Linked DNA regions of Sus scrofa: region 2 is linked to region 1. Evidence: chromatin contacts called from public HiChIP or PLAC-seq data. All regions are on one chromosome and are shown on one strand. The core of a region is the stretch at or near the end of the contact, and the rest is flanking DNA. Distances in the headings are between cores, read along the strand shown.

The links. HiChIP or PLAC-seq counts read pairs in DNA pulled down with a chosen protein or histone mark.
Region 2: an H3K27ac HiChIP or PLAC-seq map of alveolar macrophages shows a contact between it and region 1. The contact joins the promoter of TAGLN2 here to the promoter of PEA15 in region 1. A contact is called at or near these places in 1 of 47 Hi-C or Micro-C datasets (liver) and 1 of 2 datasets of contacts at active chromatin or transcription factors (alveolar macrophages).

Annotation. Positions count from the first base shown.
Region 1 is chr4:90,274,018-90,279,565 of Sscrofa11.1, forward strand. It overlaps PEA15 (astrocytic phosphoprotein PEA-15), which reads right to left and starts at 2,125. Exons shown (of 5, transcript XM_001928960.6): 1 at 1,528-2,125; 2 at 1-319. CASQ1 (calsequestrin 1) reads right to left here. Exons shown (of 11, transcript NM_001243269.1): 10 at 4,886-4,960; 11 at 2,810-3,366. The coding sequence ends at 3,217.
Region 2 is chr4:90,563,066-90,568,613 of Sscrofa11.1, forward strand. It overlaps TAGLN2 (transgelin-2), which reads left to right and starts at 3,207. Exons shown (of 5, transcript XM_003125672.5): 1 at 3,207-3,532. It overlaps IGSF9 (protein turtle homolog A), which reads left to right. Exons shown (of 21, transcript XM_021089579.1): 19 at 1-69; 20 at 315-463; 21 at 655-1,109. The coding sequence ends at 836.

The DNA of each region.
Region 1 (5,548 bases), core at 875-3,374:
TGAGCGCTCGGGGAGCGGGCACTCCGGCGTCCCCGGTTCCTGAGCAGCGTCCGGAGCCTCCTCCTCGGCTCCCGCCGCCACCGCCGCCGCCGACGCCGCCGCTTCTGCTGTCGCCGCCGCCTCTTCCGCCCGCGGAGCCCGAGCCCAGCGCCGCCTCACCCCACCCGGCTGGCCAGTGATGTCAGAGCCGGGGAGGGGCGGGGGGCGGGGAGCGGCGGGAGTGGGGGGAGGGGAGGCAGCAGGGGGCTGGGGTTCTGGAAGACTCCCGGGCTGGGGGCAGAAGTGGGGGAGGGCTGGAGGAGCGCCGCCGCCTCTCACCCTAAAGAGCGAAACCCAGTTCTCAGATGTAATTCTTCCCAGTGGAACACACCCTTCCCCTTACGACCTTTCAATGACCACAATGGCTGGGACCCTGGGAGGCGAAGAGTAAGTTAGAGTTTAAGGGCTGGGAAGGCCTTTGGCCTCAGGATCCTCTTAGCTGCCTGGCTTAGTATGTGGAAAAACCTTTTTCTTCCCCTTCTGGGTCAGGGGAGCCATAATGACCGCTCAGTTTTATCTACCTTGGAAGGTGGGGGCTGGAGGAAGCGTTGGGGGCAAGAAGCAACACAGGGACCTCCTCACTTGCCCTGGAGCCACAGACCTCTCTCCAGGGTGATGCCAGCCGGCCTCTTGTGGTCCTCTTACCTTTCCCAAATATACCACCCCTCTGCCTTCCCCCCACCATGATGTAATTTTATTTTTCTGGGGAGAAAAAGAGCAGCAGTGAGCTCAGCATGCAAATATAGACAACTTGCAATGCCACGCTTAGCTCTGTTTCCCAACTCTGCCCCTCTGCCCAGGCCCAGCATGGCAGCTCTCACTTCCCCTCCACCCCAGGGACTTTCCTCCCCCAGATTCTCAGCCAGACTGAAAGAGGGAAGGAAGAAGTGGTAAAGCATCTGTTTTCATTTCCAGCCTAAGGGGTCTCTCCTCAACTCTGGCAGAGTGTGGCGGGGGAAGAGGTCTGAGCCCCGTCAGTGTCTGTGCCACTTCCAGCTACAGCCTGGCAGAGACCCAGAGGAAGCCTCAGGTGAGTTCCTCCTTTTTTTTTTTTTTTTTTTTTTTTTTTTTTGCTTTTTAGGGCTGCACCTGCTGCATATGGAGGTTCCCAGGCTAGGGGTTTCATCGGAGCTATAGCTGCCAGCCTATTGCAGGGCCACAGCAACGCCAGATCCGAGCCTCGTCTGTGACCTACACCACAGCTCACAGCAATGCTGGATCCTTAACCCACTGAGCGAGGCCAGGGATTGAACCTGCAACCACATGGTTCCTAGTCGGATTCATTTCCACTTCACCATGACGGGAACTCTGAGTTCCTCCTTTCTTTCCTTTCACCATCCTCTCCCCCAAAGTGCCCTGTCACTGACCTTTGGATAGTGACACACCCTCACAATGTGCCTCTGCCTAGACCTCATTTGTTCTGTGTTGTAGGGGTGAAACCGATATTGCTGACCCATCTTTGAGACTCAGAGAAACTAAATGACTTACCTACAGTCAGTGAAGGGTCCAGGTCTTCCAGAGGCAGCCAGGTAGAAGGGACTTGGGCTTCACGCTGGCTCTACTCCTTTCTGGGGCAGGTTATGCCTCTGAGCCTCAGTGTCCTGGCTGGGGACACTGATACCTATCTCACAGGGTTCTTCTTAGATGTAGAAATTGTAAGTCTCTAGTGACTGGCGCAGATGGGTGTTTTTTAAAACATGGGCACTACCATTTAGTGGGACCTTCCACGGATCGGTGCAAAAATAAGTTCCATCATATTTTTGTATTGGTTCAGTGCCCATACTGTGTATTAAACATTTGTTAAATGGGTACAAGCTGGATGAAGACATGGGTTTTGTTTGTTTGTTTGTTTTGGTTTTTGTCTTTTTTGTCTTTATAGGGCCGCACTAGCGGCATATGGAGGTTCCCAGGCTAGGGGTCCAATCGGAGTTACAGCTGCTGGTCACCACCACAGCCACAGCAACGCAGGATCCTTAACCCACTGAGCAAGGCCAGGGATCAAACCCGTGTCCTCGTGGACACTAGTCAGGTTCGTTAACCACTGAGCCATGACGGGAACTCCTAGGGACTCGTTTTTTTGTGTGCCAGGCCCTGTGGACACAGAGAAAAGGCCTGGAGTCCTGCCTTCAAGGAGCTCCCAGTCTGGATGGGGGAGACAGTCGTGGAATTGAAGAGCTCGGCTGGAGTGGGCTGAGCACTAGAACAGAGGTGGTTAGTGCAGGGGGAGCCCAGAGGAAGGAGATGCCGGAGGGGCCACCTCTGAGAAGGCCTCCCCAAGGAAGTGTTCTTTGGGCTCAGTCTTGGCTTTCAAACAAGAGCTGAAGGGAGGGCGCTATCAAGCAGCACATAATCACTTAATTACCTATTGCTTTGTATTTCTCTTCAGTTGTTTCGGGTGCTTGTCTTGACTTCCCAGTGAGGCTAATCAGCTCCAGAGCAGGGACAGGCCCGGGCACTCTTTGTTCTCCCAGAGCCTAACAGCGGTGCTGGACAAACACCATGTGTTCAGAAAAGGCTTGTTGACTTGCAGCGGATAAATAATCCAGGCTTCTCTGGGATAACTGCCTGGAAGGAGGAGGCCCCCACCCCCCACCCCGTGATCACAGTCCCTTAACAAGGCACCCACACGTACATCCCCCATCCTCTGGCTGCCTCCCTCCTGCCGCAGGGTGAGACCCCATCAGCAGACACTTGCTCATGGTGCCCCAGATCCTTTATTAAGGTCTCTCGTTTGACCCAAATACATTAACAAGAGATTGCTGAGCTGCAGCCCCAAACACAGTACCCTCCCATCCTCCTGGCCAGGGAGAGGACAGTCAGAAAGATAGAGGATTTGAGAGAGTGGGGTAAGCATGTGCTCAGGTGGAGGGAGCGAGCGGAAGAGAGATGAGGGCCCTTAGATGCGGCAAGAGGGAATCGCAAGAAAGCGCATGTGGGGGGCGGTGGAAGAAACAAAAAATGGATACAGGGATATCGTGGGACAGGAAACACAAGTCAGAGAGCTGGGCCAGTGTGTAGGGAAAGGTAGCTCCTTGGATCTCAGCACCCAACATAGAGACTTCAAGGGCCCCAAGCCAGAGGATGACCTGGTGTCCCTGGAGGCGCTCAAGGAAGGACAGGGAGGGCAGGAGGGAGCATGAGGAGGGCAGGTGGGGCTGGGCGATGGCTGCCCAGCACCTAGTCGTCGTCGTCATCATCGTCATCGTCATCTTCGTCATCATCCTCTGTGTTGATCTCGCCGGACAGCACATCCTCCAGCCAGTCTTCCAGCTCCTCAGCAGAAGGCAGGTCCTCTTCGTCATCCATCTCCATCCATATGCTGTCCGCCTAGGACATGGCAAGACAAGGGATCAGAACTAAGCCCCATGTAGGTCTTTCAACCCGTCCTCCCACTCACTGGACCCTGTACATCCTCTATCTCTCCTCTTCATCTGTCAGTGGGCAGGGAAACTGCCCCTGTGAAGGTCTAGGTTAGAATCATGACCATGGGAGTAGAAAGAATGGCTGGATCAGCAAGTAGACCTTCTCCGTTCAGTCTTTCTTACAAACTCTTGCCATGCTGAGCTGCCTAGAGCAGACCTCTCAATCCCACCCTTGATGTAAGACTGGTGGCTCCCCCCGGCCTGGAGAATAAGGTCGGCAACGCTTCAGCATTCAAGACTTTGCAGGAGTTCCCGTCGTGGCTCAGTGGTTAACGAATCCGACTAGGAATCATGAGGTTGCAGGTTCAATCCCTGGCCTTGCTCAGTGGGTTAAGGATCCGGCGTTGCCGTTGTCATGAGCTGTAGTGTAGGTCACAGACGCGGCTCGGATCCTGCGTTGCTGTGGCCCTGGCATAGGCTGGCGGCTACAGTTCCAATTAGACCCCTAGCCTGGGAACCTCCATATGCCGCGGGAATGGCCCTAGAAAAGGCAAAAAGACAAAAAAAAAAAAAAAAAAAAAAAAAAAAAAAAAAAGACTTTGCAAAACCTGCTTTTCCAGCATTATCCTCAGAAATCTCTAGATTCTCAAGCCATAAAAAAATGAAGTGCCTTTTCCCCTAACTTGATACTCATTTTCCTACTTTTTGACCATCTGCACTAACTTTTCCATCAGTTCGGAAATGACTTCTCATAATTTCCACTTGTAGAACTCTATACACTGAACAATGTCCACTGTATTTTAATTTTTAAGAATTACATTTAATTTTTTATTTTTAAAAACTGAGGTATAGTTGATTTACATCAGTCTCCACTTTAAGTGCTACTCCTTTTAAAACCTCTGGGATTCTCAAGCAGAAACACTTTGATTTCTGTGTCTTCCCAGCATTTCGTTAGTATCTCTACCATAGAGTTTACCAGATCTGGCCTGGTAGTCAACAGAATACCTACCTCCCCAGTTAGACTGGGAATTATAGGAAGGCGGACTGTGACTTACTCAATTCAACTCAACAAATATTTTTGAAGCACCTGCTATGTGCGAATGAGATTTCTGCCTTCAGAAAGCTCAAAGTCTACTGGAAGAGAGACACAACACATAAATGGCCAAGTAAAAGTCATGTTCTCAAGGCCAAATGGGCTGTGGGAGAGTGCCAACAAGAGAATGATTCCAAATGAGAGATCTGGAAAGACTGGCTGGAGGAGAGAGGATTCGAACCCGGCTCTGAGGGAGGAGCAGCCCATCACAACAGGTAGAGACGGGGGTGAGTTCAGGGCAGGAATCTCTCCCTCTCTTCCAGCCGTTAGACTGGGCATGTCTGATGCCTCTGGGAAGGGCTCCACTCCTAGTTAGCAGAGCAGAGGAGAACCAGCTACACCGGGAGCAGAGTTGGGGGTCACCGGGGGATGAGGAGAGAAGGAAACTCACATCAGTGACGTTGACGACTCCTATTTGTGGGGCCGATAGGTCGATGTCGAATGTCTTCTCCCAGTAGGGAACCAGCTGTGGAGAGACCACATATGGCCACTTAATGAGTCTAGGAACCCCTGAGTTCAGGAGGGTGCGTGTGCGGTTCAGGCCAGGGGTAGAGTGGGGACATTATGAACCCGTTGGGAGCTGGGTGGTGGTGGGGGGGGTCCACCTGTCAGCCCTGAAGGGAAAGGGTAGAACAGAGCAGTTAAAGAGTAGACATCCCAGGAGTTCCCATTGTGGCGCAGTGGAAATGAATCCAACTAGGAACCATGAGGTTGTGGGTTTGATCCCTGGCCTCGCTCAGTGGGTTAAAGATCCAGGCATTGCCATGAGCTGTGGTGTAGGTCACAGACGCGGCTCTGATCCTCCGTTGCTGTGACTATGGTATAGACTGGCAGCTATAGCTCCGATTTGACCCCTAGCGTGGAACCCTCCATGTGCCTCGAGTGTGGCCCTAAAAAGCAAAAAAAAAAAAATAATAATAATAAAAGATTCGATATCCCAGGAATTCCCGCTGTGGTGCAACGGCACTGGTAGTGTCTTGGGGGCACTGAGAACACAGGTTTGATCCCCAGCCCGGCTCAGTGGGTTAGGGATCCCGCGTGACTGCAGCTTCAG
Region 2 (5,548 bases), core at 1,957-4,456, 290 kb after region 1:
CACCAGCAGCTGGGCCAGTGGCCCTGAGAGGTGGCCCCGAAGGGAGCATGTGGTGACAGTCAGCAAGAGGTGAGGGTAGTCCTGCAATACTCTGTCCTATCCAGACTCTCCCCACCCCTCTCCTATGCCCTCTGCCTTCTCTCCATTGGCACTTGGGACCAGGAGAGCTTATCTCCTTTTGGAAGCTTTTGCTGAGGTTCAGGGAGCTTCAGAGGAAACCCGTGGTCCAGCTTCAACTTGGGGTCCACGGGTTCAGGCTTTTCTGGCTCCCCTCTCTTTCTCTACCCACACCACCCATTTCCCCCTTTTGGCAGGAGGAACACATCTGTGGATGAGAACTATGAATGGGACTCAGAATTCCCAGGGGACATGGAACTGCTGGAGACTCTGCACCTGGGCTTGGCTGGCCCTCGATCCAGACTTGAAGCTGAGCCAGACCTAGGTGTGGGAGCTCTCCAGGAAGGTGGGCACTCCCGGCCTCGCTGTCCCATGCCCGTAGCCTTAGAACCCAGTCTGTTCCCAGCTAGGCCCTGTGCCCCAGGCTCGCTCCTCTGCACTGGCAGGCCCTGGAGAGCTTCATGATCCCGGTGAACCTCAAGAATTCACCCAGGGAAGCTGAAGACTTTCTCCTTTCATTGTTCTGCCCTCTTGCAGGTGCAAAGACTTCAGAGGAGGGCTGCCTCCTAAACACCACCCATGGGCCTGGCCCTGAGGCCCGCTGTGCTGCTCTTCGGGAGGAATTCCTGGCCTTCCGCCGCCGCCGAGATGCTGCCAGGTCCCGGCTACCAGCCTATCGCCAGCCAATCTCCCACCCTGAACAGGCCACTCTGCTGTGAATGCCCCAACGTGAGGCAGGGTGAAGGCACACAGACCCTGCAGAGGAGGCCCCCAGCAAGACCTAGCTCCAGCCTGGGACACTGCCCCTGCCCCTGTGGTGCCCAGGCACACATCCTGACCATAGGCTTGGTGTGGGGTGTATGTGCTGAGCCCCTGGAGCCTGGGGGACTGAAACAGGGATCTTAGGTCTGTGTGTGTGTGTGTGTGTGTGTGTGTGTTGTTTGTGGTGTGGGTGAGGACTTTTTACAGGTGAATAAAGTCTGAAAAATGTTTCTGTGTATCATCTGGTTTTGAATTTGAGAGAGAAGTAGGAAAATCCCTGAGCCCTTAAAAAGGACAGATACATTCAACATCCATTCAAAAAGCATTTATTGGAGTTCCCTGGTGGCCTAGTGGTAAGAATCATGCATTGTCATGGCTGTGGGTCACTGTGTGGCCTGGATTCAATCCCTGGCCTCGGAACTTCTGTATGCTGAAGGCGCAGCCAAAAAAAAAAAAAAAAAAAAAAAGCATTTATTGAATGCCTAAAGAGGTCAGCTTCTGAATCTGAAGACCAGCTTTGAGCTAGATACTGAAGTAGAAAGTACAAAAGTCATGTCTTTGCCCTCAGGGGAGTTCTTTCTAGTGGATGAAGCAGGCAAGCAAAGAAATAGTCACAGGAAGTTCCCGTCATGGCACAGCAGAAACGAATCTGACTAGGAACCATGAGGTTGCGGGTTCGATCCCTTGCCTTGCTCAGTGGGTTAAGGATCCGGCCTTGTCGTGAGTTGTCATGTAAGTTGCAGATGCAGCTCAGAACTGGCATTGCTGTGGCTCTGGCATAGGCCAGTGGCTACAGCTCCGATTAGATTCCTAGCCAGGGAACCTCCATATGCCGCAGGTGCGGCCCTAAAAAGACAAAAAGGCAAAAAAAAAAAAAAAAATAGTCACAGGATGATATGACAAGTCCTCTGACAAAGCTATGTGTTGGTTACTAGGGTAGCAAGAAGGAAGGAGTCAGCCAACAGTGAATGCTTACAGCTTGTGCTGGGACAAATGCTACCTCTGGGGTGGGCCTCTGCAGGCATCCTCACAGAAAGTGGGAGCAATGATAATAGCTGTCAGCTGAGCACTCACTGTGTGCCGGGCACTGCTCTAAGCTCTTCACATGTATCATTTAATTCTCTACCACTCTAAGGTAAGTAGTACCATTAGCTCTATTTTTATAGACCAGGGAGCTGGGGTGTAGAGCTTTAGTGATTTGCCCCGAGGTCACAAAGTCCATGAGGGGTAGGGCAGGTGAGAAGACAGTCAAGGGAAGGAGGAACAGCCTATGTGAAGGCATGGAGGAGTGAAAAGACTTGGCCTCCCAGGGTGTCAGTGTGCACTGGAATATTCAGGAAGGGAGTATGGGGAAGAGAGAATGGAGAAGTAGGAGGGCATTGGTTGTTGATGTCCTTAAAAACCAGCATATATGGGATCGTCTAACAGCTATGAAAACTCCACTGATGGAGTTCATGGCTCAGAGGTTACGAACCCAACTAGTATCCATGAGGACACAGGTTCGATCCCTGGCCTTGCTCAGTGAGCTAAGGATCTGTAGTTGCTGTGAGCTGTGGTGCAGTTTGCAGACACGGCTCTGATCCCACATTATTGTGGCTATGGTATAGGCTGGCAGTTGCAGCTCTGATTGGACCCTTAGCCTGGGAACTTCTATATGCCGCAAATGCGACCCTGAAAAGACAAAAAAATTTAAAAAAAAAACCAAAAAATAAATAAAACTACACTGATAGCTGCAAGCAGGGACTCCATCCACCACAAATGATGTTCTCCTCCACCATCAGAGATGGAGGAACTGCCAGCCTCCTCCTCCTCTCTCTCTTTTTAAGGGCTGCACCTATTTCATATGGAAGTTCTTAGGCTAGGGGTCCAATCAGAGCTGCAGCTGCCAGCCTACACCACAGCTCATGGATACTAGGTTTGTTGCCCCTGAGCCACAACGGGAACTCCCTGAGGGCTCTTCTTCTGATCCCTCCAGGATTTAAGAGATGCCAGGCCTTGCTGTACAGTGGGAAAATAAAAAAAATAAAATAAAATAAAATTAAAAAAAAAAGAGATGCCAGGTCATGGAGGAGGAGATGAAGGGGAAAAAGTCAAGTCTGAACCCTGGGTCCCAACACTGGTCACACCCCTTAGGCCCTGAGAAAGGAATGACTTCACTGTTAGTCTCTGCCCAGGCTTGAAGAAGGTGGGGAGCAAGACCAAGTCCGGGAGCTGTCCTGGCCTGCATGTCACACCCTAGTCAATTGTGGGGGGGTGGGTGGGGAGTGTCTTCCTGTGCCTCTGTTTACCTAAACATCCTTTTTAAACCAAGAGGCTTCTTCGCACGTAAAAAACGCCCTTCTTGCGCTAACCTAGGCAGAAAGTTTCCCACTGGGGCACAAGTTTACGGGTTCTAGGGTAGGTGTAGAAGTTCTCCAGGGCGGAGGCTACTGTCTTGAGATCCTTTAACCCAGGTTCTGGTCTCCAGCCCCATCTCTTAAGCACTGCCCTCCGCTTCTGCAGTGCGGCGCCTTTAAACCCTCTCGGCCTTGCCCCGCCTTTGGTCCGCCCCGTCCGAGGCGGGAGCCTGCTGAAAACCCCCGGCCCAGCCCAGGCGCTCCATTCGCGCGGCAGCCCCAGTCTTAAGTGCGCAATTCTCCTGCCTGAGTGAAAGGTGAGCTGGAGGGAGGGGGTCCGTCGGGGCGGGGGAGGGGGGATGTGCGCGGTCTCTAGGCTGCAGGAAGCCCGAGCTTGCGACCTGCTCCTGTGAGCTTGGGGACCAAGGGCTCGCAGGCAGGGGTCCGATGACTGCTCTGCCCCGCCCCGGGCTGTCAGGTCTGTCCTCAGACTCTGACCCCGCATTGTTGAGCCATGAGGTCAGGCGGTGTTGCGGGTGCATAGACGGGGCGTCTGTCTGGATCAGGGACGTGGGGACTGCGTCCCTCCCGCGGACTTCAGCTCCAGATCCGTGCTAGGGTGAGGAAAGGAGGGCGTCAGGGACTGGCCCCGAGGGACGGGGCGTACAGGGTCCCAGCGCCCACCCTGGCCCGCTCCGCGCCGCCGGGGCTTCCCGCGCGACCCTTCACTTCCTGATTCCAGGAACACGTGTGGGTGCTGCTTGCCCTCTGCGTCCCAGTCCTTTCTCTTTATTCTCCTGCAGATCTTTTTTCTAGGGACTCCGAGGCGCGGTTTGGAGCAAGGGGGCTCCGTGCGCGGGTCCCGCAGTGGCCTCCCCTTCCAGGGTTGGCGCCGGGAGTTAAAGCCCCAGTCGCCTTGAGGAGAGTCCCCTGATCTCAGACATCTGGGAGGCTGCAGCTCTGACCGCGCCCCGGGGTGCCCTGCCTGTAGGCGGTGGTGTTGGGGGAGGGTGGCGGCTTTCCCGCGCCTCCAGCCCCTACGGGAGCCGATGCCCCCACTCCTTGCCCCCTACTGCTGGGAAAGTCGGTGGTGGCCGCGGGCGGGCGGGCTGCCCAGACCACTGCGTCACCCCAGCGGCGGGCGGTGGGTGACTCATCCCAGTAACGGCCCAGGGTGTGGCGAGGGGGGCGGCTGTGGGGGCCGGACCAGCAGGACCGGAAATGGACTGCCGCCTGGCCTCCACCCCTTCACCCCGGCTCTGCAGGCCTCCTGGAGTCTCCAGGAGCCGGTACCCGTGAGATTCAGGGGGAAACGTGCTATCAGTGAGCAGAAGTGAGGATGGACTGGTGTGGAGATCCGGTGCAGGAGGCTCTCCTAGTTTTCTGACTCCAGAGCACCAGACAGAGGGCCGGTTCCCCGTTTCCAGCTTCACTCCCGAGTTCTCCTTCCTGGTCCACAGAGAAGACTTAAAACTGCAGAGGAGGCCAAGGTAGGGTGGGGCCAGCAGCAGGGCCCTACCTGCCCAGAATCCAAAGGGTCTTTGTCCAGTTGCACTTCTCCCCCCATCCCCACCCCCACCCTCACTCCACTGCCCCAGTCAATCCCTCTTTTGCCTACTGGGGACTGGCTTCCTTTTCTCCCCCCACCTCCCCTCACCCCCCATCCCCTCTCCCTCCAGGATTTTCAGGTATGGGGCTCACTTGTTCCCAGGGCATTTCATCTTCTCCTGAACTATTTCCTTAAGTCTCCCTCGCTACTCCCAAACTCGAATAACTTCCAGTCTCCTCCACCCTACTCTTAACAGCTGCTTCTTTGAGGAATCCCTTGCACCTGTCTGTACCTGGCAACTGCTCTGAAGGAGCCCCTTTCCCAAGGATCTGCCCCACCCCATGCTCAGAGCCTCTTCACCACTCCTGTGTCGAGTGGATGTTTCAGCCTGGGAGCCCCCACCCTGCCCCATTCCTGTGTTTGGTACACAGAAGCCATGGCAACAGCCGCCAAGTACCCCTCCTCCCCTGGTGCAAAGCCTGTGGCTTCCTCTTTGTGTAGTTTCAGCTTTCTCTTCTGCTCACTGACTCTTGATAGCTAGGGGAGTGCCTTGGGACAGCCCCTCAATCATAGGTCTCCCACCACCCTTGCTTCTGCCTGCTGCCTGTGGCACTACTTTTTGGAAGCAAGTACCCCATTTTGCCCTTTCAGGATGGTCTTAATGCCAATTCTGAATTGGGAAGTTCCCCTGTGTCTTCTCTGCTCAATGAATGGAGAGTCCCTTTGTCTGCCCAGTTAAACCCCAGCCAGGAGCCCTTGAATCTTCCCACCCCCCACCCCTGTC